Regions from separate parts of the Mus musculus genome. Here region 1 is linked to region 2. Evidence: chromatin contacts called from public ChIA-PET data. All regions are on one chromosome and are shown on one strand. Each heading gives the region's core, a stretch centred on a gene start, on an enhancer-like site or on the middle of the called end of the contact. The rest is flanking DNA. Distances are from core to core; before and after follow the strand shown.

Region 1 (4,690 bases), core at 540-3,039, 390 kb before region 2:
CACACTGATTTGTGTTATTAAAAATATTTGCTGTCCTGTTGAGTTCCATCCTTAAATATTGCAGTTAATTGTAACAAAGGGATGTGCTTTTAAGTAGAGTTGAAGGCATAGCCACAGAGAGAATTATTTCAAATAATTTCTGGATGTTATAGTGTGATTTTTTTTTTTTTTAACATCCTAAAAGAATATATTCTGGGCTGGAGAGATGGCTCAGTGGTTAAGAGCGCTGACTGCTCTTCCAGAGGTCCTGAGTTCAATTCCCAGCAACCACATGGTGTTTTATAACCATCTGTAATGGGATGCAATGCCCTCTTCTGGTGTGTCTGAAGGGACCAACAGTGTACTCACATTCATATATATTCTGAGGGTCAAAAGCACTGTGTTTACTGTGTTAATGTAGCTGTACTTATTCTGAAGCTGTTGGTTGCTGATTGTAAGATTAACAGGTGGTAATGGATTGACTTCTAAAAAGTATCAAGAACTGTGTGTGTGTGTGTGTGTGTGTGTGTGTGTGTGTGTGTGTGTCTGAACTGAGATTTTTGGCAAATTAAAAATAAGGACTGTAGTTATAAAAATAAAAGTTTGTTTTGTGAGTTTGAACTGAAAGTGTTGGTGTGGTGTTATTAAAAATGCTATAGTTACTTTTATTTACTCATTTTCCTTGTACAACGTGTGGCCATTCTAGCATAGACTTGAGAGAATACCAATTCCCCTGTCAGGATTTTACATCTTAATAATAACAGCAGCAGCAGATGTTACAGTAGATCTTGGCTACTTTTTTTTTTTTGCTATAATAAATTACCTTGACTAGAGTCACTTAAGAGAGAAAAGAGGGGCTGGAGAAATGGCTCAGCAGTTAAGAGCACAGACTGCTCTTCCAGAGGTCCTGAGTTCAATTCCCAGCAACCACATGGTGGCCCCCAATCATCTGTAATGGGATCTGATGCCCTCTTCTGGTGTGTCTGAAAACAGCTACAGTGTACTCATATAAATACAATACATAAATCTTAGAAGAAGAGAGAGAAAGGAGAAGGATCCATGGTGTGTGGGGAACCTAGGGGGAGGAGCTTGAAGCAGTGTGCTTGTAGTCAAGAAACAGAAAATAGCTCACTTCCTCTTTTCTACTCAAGTACAATATTAGTTTAAGATGCATAAATAAGAGTACACACACCTAAGATGTTCCCAAGAATATAAGACATGTACTGGCTACTTTTTGTGTCACCTTGACATAAACTAGAGACATCTGCAAGGAGGGAGCCTCAGTTGGAGGACAGTTGCCTCCGATAGATTGGCCTTCAGTTGAGAAAATGCGCCTACTAGAGTGCCTTGTGGGTAAGATTGTGCGAGTTCTGCCCCTTTGTTTTTTGTTTTGTTTTATTTGATTAATGGTTGATGTGTGTGGACCCATTCCACTTGGGGCTGTGCTACCCCTGGTCAGGTGGTCTTGTGTGGTCTAAGAAGCAGGCTGAGCAGTTCAGGGGGTGAATGCTAGAAGAAAGCAGTCCTCCAAGGCCTCTGCTTCAGTTCCTGCCTTGAGTTCCTGTTCTGACTCCCCTCAATGATAGACTGTGATCTAGATTTGTAAGGCAAAATAAACCCTTGACTCCCTGAGTTAGGTTTAGTCAGGATGTTCTATAGCATTACAAACCCAGCTCTACTCATATAAGGGTCCAGATTGTTAGACATATTTATCCAAGTTCATGATTGTAGTCAGATAAAACATGCCCAGTGCAGTGACGGTTGGGGAACTGACTTCTTCCTGTTTTCTGTTGTCACTGTACCGAGGATGTGGGCACAGAGACCTTCCTCTTGGGTAGTCAGATAAACGCTGAGTTTTGAGGGACAGTGAAGAATCTGACGTGTGGGTGTAAGGCAGGGGAGGGAACACAGGCCAATGCAATAGGGCTTAAGGTAAGGTTTTGGGAATGGAGTGAATGAGCTGGTAGGTGACTCCAGCTGTGGTCGTAGTCTGCTTGGAGAATACGCAGTTTTGAGAAGCTGAGGGCATAACTTAGTGAGTTCAGCGTGCACTTGGCCCTGGGCTCAGTGCCCTGCAGTGTGGAAAGGAAAATCACAAGAGCCCCAGCCCAAGAAGCTTGTGGTTCTTTCGTGACTATGGGGAGGAGTAAGGTTGTACCATCACAACGAGTCTGTACCAAAGATGAGGAGAAGAGGGGTGTGAGATGACCAGTCAGGCAAGAACAAAACTGGAGAGAGTGACGTGATACTGACAGCACCAGATGGCTGCAGTAGATGGAGAGAATTTGATTCATTTTGGTAAGGTTTGGTTGTGCTTAGATCAGACGCATCCACATTAGTAAACTTTAGTGTGTGAACGGATTCTGCCGCTATTTTTCGACTACTGTGGTATAAACTTTCCTGCGAAATAGTCTGCTTACCCTAAGGCTTAAACTAGAAAGTGTGACAAGGGAGAGATTTGACTACCTTACAGGTCTCATTTTAAAGTTTTATCTGTTTTGATTCACTCTTTTCAGCTATGGAGCTTAGCAATAAGTAAATGTGTAATATTCACAAAAAGAACTAAGAAAAAGGGTTTTTGCTCCATATTAATCCCTAGTATTTATGAAACTTCGGGAAAAGTTAAGAATCATACTCTGCCCTAAAAAGCAAAACAAGGAAAAACCAGTAGTTTAATTGAAGCTCTTACCTTACTGTCTAGGAAAAAGCAAAACAAAACAAAACAGATTATTTTTCTGGTTCTCTCCCCAAAGTAGTAGCTTTTCCTGAATGGTGAAGCTTGAATCCATTTGATGAAAGGTGTACATTTCATTGAAAATTCCTTATTTCTGTCTAGAGTTCAGCTTTTCTATGAATTTATTCAGCCTCAAGTTTTCTCGGGTTCTTGTATCATCAGGTTTATGTGTTTAGCGAAAAATGTAAATTCTGCAGCCATTCTGTCTATACCTTAAGATATCAGCTCTGTGTCCTCCAACCTCTCCATCCAAGACGATTACTGAGAAAGTTGGAACCTGCTATTCACCCATATGCCCTCAAGTCTTTGCTGATAAATGTGTATTCTCATTTTTTACTGATGTCTCTTCAAGTTTCTTAATACTATTGAATAATTCACTGAGTCTCTCTCTCTCTCTCTCTCTGTATGTGTGAGCGCGCACACACAAGTTCCATGTGTACGCATATGTGTTTGTGTTTCTTACCTATGCCATTTTTAATTTGTTCTGGATAACTTATGTGAGAATCAAGAATTACGAATGTATGGTAGGGCCTTGAGGTGGTGGTCTGAGCCTTTAATCCCAGAGGAGGCACTGGGATTACAGGATAGCCAGGGTTATGCAGAGGAACCCTGCCCAGAAAAACAAACAAACACACAAACAAACAAACAGATGCTGTGGTAGGCCAAGACGTCCATTCATTACTAGAGGAAAGTTTAAACGTAAGCCGGGAGGAAATTGTCTCGGCACTCTGCTGTTGATTATTAAACAATGATAGTGCCGGCCAACAACATGAATGAGCTGCTTTTCAAAATACATCTGGTCCTTTAGTGGGAAATTGTTAAATGTCCTTGTCATTTTGTGATTCTCTTTGTTAACGGGGATTGAGAAGAAAGCTCTAGAGCTGATGATCATTTATGTACTTTTGCACTATTCTGAGCGACTGTCCCCACCAAGTGCTACCCACTGGCCAACCAGGAGGCACTGTTGGATGTGTGGTTGAGCTGTCCTGTTAAAGTCCCTTTAAGAACACATTTTATCTGGTCATCATCACATTTTCCTGTGCTACATTAAAAAACAATCAAATAAAAACATTACATTTCTCCCTTAAGATATAGAAAGTTATCGCCTGTAATGCACAAGCAATATTTTTAATATAAAACTGGAGTAGACCTACAGCGTAAGAATATACGAAGAAGGGCTGGTGTGATGGCTCAGTGGGTAAGAGTACCCGACTGCTCTTCCAAAGGTCCAGTGTTCAAGTCCCAGCAACCACATGGTGGCTCACAACCATCCGTAACGAGATCTGACGCCCTCTTCTGGTGTGTCTGAAGACAGCTACAGTGTACTTACATATAAATAAATAAATCTTTAAAAAAAAAAAGAATATACAAAGAAATGGGATGCACAAAATCTCATTGCTCTGAGAAGCCACTGTGACCATTTTGGAGAACTCTCCTCAACTTAAGTGTTTTCAGTCAATTCTTGTTTTCTTAATACATTATCTCACACACACACACACACACACACACACACACACACACACACACACACATATATATGAATGATTTTTCAACACAGGGTTTTTCTATGTAGCCCTGGCTGTCCTGGAACTCACTCTGAGACCAGGCTGGCCTCGAACTCTGAGATCTGCCTGCTTCTGCTTCCTACGTGCTGGGACTAAACGCGTGCGCCACCAGTGCCTGACTGTAAATATTTTTATATACCATCACATCAATAAATGTATTTACTTTGTCAAGGCGACAATTCTACATGCTATTTATGTTCCTTCTCTATTTCACTTTGTATCAAAATAAGATTGTTAGCACATAAGTATTTTAGTTTTTATCAAATCATTGGTTTTTTTACTCACTGAAATTTTCCTAATATTTTCATGACCTGCTAGCAGCTTCTTTTTTTTTTTAATGGTTAGGTTTTATGGACCATTGTAAGTAATTTAGGAGAAATGGCTGCATCAGAGACGTTTATATGGCTCTAGA
Region 2 (4,820 bases), core at 23-2,522:
CACACCCCAGGTCCCCAGAGAGCATGCTCCAGGCAGCTGTGCAACCCACTCAGGTCACTGGGACCAGGGCACTGGGTTGGAGCCTTACCACAGTCGCCTGGCTTCAAAACCTCAACTTGGCAGAGCTGCACATGACAAAGAGGGCAGGGACTGGATGGCACTAGACACACGCCAACATATACTAAGTGGTGGCTTGACTTTAACACTCAGATTTCAAACAGGTACTTTCTGTTACTTTGGGGGATGTGGAGGAGACTGAAACCGGTGACTTGTGATAGGGAACCAAATCCAGGGCCTTTTTATCATGGGAGACAAGCACTCTCCAGTCTCCCATTGAGCTTCACACCCAGACTCTGAGTTTAATCAGGAACAACCTAGGCCATTCCTGGGCAATTTAACAACCCCAGAATATCTAACATTCCTCATTCATTCTCTCTACTCACCAAGATTCCGAAACTCCTCTGACTTTTTTTTCTAAGACGTGGACTCACAGTGTAGCCCTAGCAGGCCTAAAATGTACTATGTAGACCAGGATGGCCTCAAACACACAGATCCACTTACTTCTCTGTCTCCCAAGGGCTAGAATTCAAGGCCTGTGCCACCAACATCCGGCCCTCAACCTCTTTTGTGTAAGCAAGAAAACCAGGAAGCTAATTTCCTAGAAATCTCTTTCTGGAAGTCCATTGAAAAGCCAAGGCAAAGACTAATTTCCAGGGCTTGCCACTTTTGAATGCTAATCCAAATGACTTTTAAAAAGAGCAACCTTGGCAAAATTCCATATAAATGCACACGAGATACTAAAAATAAATCATTTTCCTAGGTGATTTTTTTTTTAAACCAAAGATCAACACCATATGGTTTAATAAGCTATCAAAAGTTCCTGAAATCAAGGCTGGGAGATGGCTCAGTCAGTCAGTTAAGGCCTGGGGGAGACAGAGATGGCTCACAGAAGCTTACTGGCCTCCAGCCTAGCCAAATCCACAGGCTCCAACTTCAGTGAGACCCTGTCACAGGGCAGGATTTCTTAACAGGGTGTTTAAGGAAAAGTAAGCAAGAAAGAAGAATAAACCGTGTCCTCTTGAAGTCTAAGCTTTCTAAGAATCACAAGAGAGAAGGTATTTCTTCAAATTCCCGAATGGACAGTTTTCCAGTAACATAAGACTCACAGCCATATCACCCGCAACAAACACGGTCATACGAATGAAGGGTTCAGCCTGGCCCTAACCTGTCCTCTGCACAGCACTGCCGTCTGCCTACTTGTCACCATCCCTGCTGACTCTTCTGCCCCGCCCTGCCGTTCTCTGAGTTCCTGTCTGCTCTGTGGACTCCATGCTGCCCAGTTCATGAACTTCTGAGAAAGGCAAGTTGCATCTTGAAAACTCAGTTTGTTAAGAGTGTTCTTGGACAGCCTGTTCTAAGAAGACCCCAGTGACCTTGGGTCTGTTTCCCTTCATGAAAACGCCATGAGCTGTGTCTTTAGTGTACACTCAAGGGTACTCAGCAGCCTCAGTTCTCTTCCTGCCCTACCTGTCATCTCTCAGCTGGTCTACTTCAAAAGCCCAACAGAGCGAGCGCCCTGCCACCCATCTGTCCCCACGCCAGTCTCCTGTCCTCCATACCACCGCTGCCAAGGCTTTGGTCCAAAACACAGATCTGATTACATCATCTCCCAGCGGAAAGGCCTTTGACAGCTATCACTTGCTCTCGGGAGCAAGTCCACACTTCTTGGTCTGGCATGCAATGCCTCTGCAATCTGGCTCTCTCCTTCCATCCTACTCTACCAAATGCCAGGCACCGTCTGCTCTTGAACAACCCAAGCATGACTTGTTTGCATGCCTCCCAGCCTCTGTTCATTGTGCTCCCTTCATCCAGAACGCACACCCTCCCACCTGGCAGAACCCTACCCAGGCTGCATCTCCTCCCTCTGCTCCCTGATGCCAGCCCAGAACCAACACCTCCTCTTCCTCCGCCTCCTCTTCCTCCTTCCTCCAGATGCACTAGCTCCTGGTCACGAACGTCCCCCGAGGAGCTGTGTATGCTCTACTGTCTCAGACAGAGACATAGGCCTGTACCTCAAAAGGGCATGGTAGCCCTCAAAAACTACTTGTTGGCTACAAGAGCCAAAGACCATCTAACAAAAACCTCCACCCCAGGCATGAGAAGTCCTCTTTTGAGTTGTTGGTCAGCATTGTCCAAGAGACTCCCAAAACAGTATAGGCTACTGCTATTGGTGCTACTGCTATTGTACTGGCTGTCCCCAGGGGTGGAACATAAGTCCCTATTGTTGCAGACAACACACAGTTCAGGCCTTGAGGCTGCTGCTAAGCTGGAACTGACAGGAAAGCCTCCTCCCTCTTTTCACGGTACAAAAGGTACTGTTCTATTCAAGCTTCCAAGGCAGGGAGGCAGCCCACAGTCCTATCCAGCTATGACATATATGAAACATGTGCTGGCTAACTGTATGTCAACTTGACACAAGCTATTTTCATTGGAGAGGAGAGAGTCTCAATTGAGAAAACACCTCTAGAAGAAAATGACTCTGGCTGTAAGCAGACAAGCCTATTGGGCATTTTCTTAATTAGTGATTGGTGGAGTGGGCCCAACCCAATGTGTGTGGGGATACCCCTGGGCTGGTTGGTGGCCCTGAGTACTGTAAGAAAGAAAACGGTCAATGTAAGTCAGTAAGCAGCGCTCCTCCATGGCCAGTACATGATCTCCTGCCTCCATGTCCCTCTCCTGACTTCCTTCAGTAATGTACTGCAATGTGGCCGCAGAAGCCTAACAAACCCTTTCCTCGCCAACTTGCTTTTGGTCATGGTCTTTCATTATAGCAGTAGTAACCCTAACTAGGCAAACCACATCAACGACCGACCGGCATGACAAGGCAGCACCTTTGCGGATATGTACCTTTGAAAATGCATAAACATTCTACTTGTGAGACTGGCTGAGGCTGGAGGAAGCAATGGAGGCTGAGGAAGATGAACTATCTATATATAAATTCCACTGGCTCAGTACCCAGTCTCCATCCTCCTAGACATGACCTCTCTCTTCCTCCTGGCCTGACTTCCAGACTATGAAGCCGGTCGGTGGAAGAGGGCTTAAAACAAAAGATTCAGAAAGGAAAATATCATAGGAGAACTTTTAATAGGAGGAAAGTGTAGCAGAATTCAGGTGTCACTGGGGTTCTGAGTTCATCCTCAGAGAATGATAACTCCTGGGTACGAAGCTATCTATGTAAGTCCCCTTGGTCCTACTGAGTATTCTCCCAGAAGCTAGATCAGAAGCCAGGGACATAAGACGTGGAGATGAGCCACAGAAGAGCTGACCCCACCAGATGTCTTTTTAACAAGACACCTTGTCTCTAAGGAGGATTCCTCAGCCCACCCCCACTTTGGCAATTCTCTGGGGAAGCCTCCCTCCTGGCTGGCCAACTCCCTGTAAATAAGCATATCCACACAACTGGAGTGTGGAATGCAGAAATGCTTCATGTAAATAAAATACAATTCACTGTTCTGAACCACAGAGCAAACCACCACCAAGGTCCAAGAGGACGTTCTGGGGTTTGATGCTCTTTACTAGCAAAAAAATAAAAATAAAAAGAGGAGCTGGGCACAGAGGCACACACATTGAGCTTAGGATGCTAATCTGGGCAACATAACAAGACTCCATCTCTAAAAAAAAAAAAAAATAGAGAGGAAATGGAGTATATATGTACATTTGCAGTGCTGTGCTATATTCCATTTCCTCTCTATTTTTTATTTTTTAGTTATAAAATACCCAGCCTGATGAAGGAAGGCTCTTTACTTCACCAAGGAAAATTTTTAATGTATAAAACAGCGTATAAATCCCTGCCCGCTAAGGGATTAAATATAAGAATGTGCTGGCAAGGCTTAGGAAGGTTGCCATTCATCATAGAAAGCCACTTTATATGTGGTTGTTATTCTTCACTAACACACAAAAATTCCTTTACGTTTTCCCAGACATAAAAGCACTCAAAAGGCTAAAGAAGGGGAAAAATTTCGACGGCTTAATTAAATTAGCAAAGTCAGCAACGACGGGAACTTTGATTTATTCATCTGCGGTTACCAGAGGATGTGCACATAAATTTGCTACCATGAAGGTTTCCTTACATTTTTGTTCTTAGATTGGTCTGAGCATTTGTCAGGAAAGGCTTTATTAAAAACTGTTATCTAGTAGAACTAAAATTGATGTGTACTTCTAAATTAGTAGGCAAACAAAGATGAGCCCCTATACAATAGTTTATTAAAACCACCTTGTTGTTCTGAATAAAACCAAAAGTGTTCAACACCAAAAAACGCTTAGGAGACACATGCCAAAAAGGTACAGTATGCTGTTACACCCAGATCCCCAGGCCGACAACAAAGGATACCTTCTCAACACACCCAGACCCATTCCACTTTACCTCCTTGGCATGCTAATAATAGAATCAATTACAAAGAGATTCTAAGACATTACTTCCTGGGGCTGGAGAGATGACTCAGTGGTTGGGAGCACCAACTGCTCTTCCAGAGGCCCTGAGTTCAAATCCCAGCAACCACATGATGGCTTACAACCATCTGCAATGAGATCTGATGCCCTCTTCTGGTGTGTCTGAAGACAGTGACAGTGTACTCACATACATAAAATAAGTAATTCTTAAAAAAAAAAAAAAAAAAGACAGTACTTCCTTTATTTTCTTTTAAGATACTTCTTATGAGTTACTAAACCTAAATGATGTTCCCAAATAAGGGGAGTGAAAAAATACACAAAGACCTTTTTGTCCCCCCAAAAGACTTTTATCCTGAATCTCCCTGTGCCTT

What was found. ChIA-PET counts read pairs in DNA pulled down with a chosen protein or histone mark.
Region 1: an RNA polymerase II ChIA-PET map of memory CD8 T cells shows a contact between it and region 2, with 27 read pairs. The contact joins two enhancer-like sites. A contact is called at or near these places in 2 of 115 datasets of contacts at active chromatin or transcription factors (embryonic stem cells and memory CD8 T cells) and 1 of 9 other capture datasets (pancreatic islet).

What each region holds. Positions count from the first base shown.
Region 1 is chr2:60,016,435-60,021,124 of GRCm38.p6, reverse strand. All of the region lies in intron 2 of Baz2b (bromodomain adjacent to zinc finger domain, 2B), which reads left to right. Among named protein-coding and RNA genes, the nearest start is that of Gm13572, 18 kb to the left of the region's middle. Within about 2 kb of position 1,789, at least 140 of the 459 cell types and tissues checked have an H3K27ac peak or open chromatin away from gene starts, as enhancers often do. A contact at or near this core is called in memory CD8 T cells, where this site is marked.
Region 2 is chr2:59,625,208-59,630,027 of GRCm38.p6, reverse strand. The region is part of intron 1 of Tanc1 (tetratricopeptide repeat, ankyrin repeat and coiled-coil containing 1); the gene reads right to left. Among named protein-coding and RNA genes, the nearest start is that of Tanc1, 16 kb to the right of the region's middle. Within about 2 kb of position 1,272, at least 108 of the 459 cell types and tissues checked have an H3K27ac peak or open chromatin away from gene starts, as enhancers often do. A contact at or near this core is called in memory CD8 T cells, where this site is marked.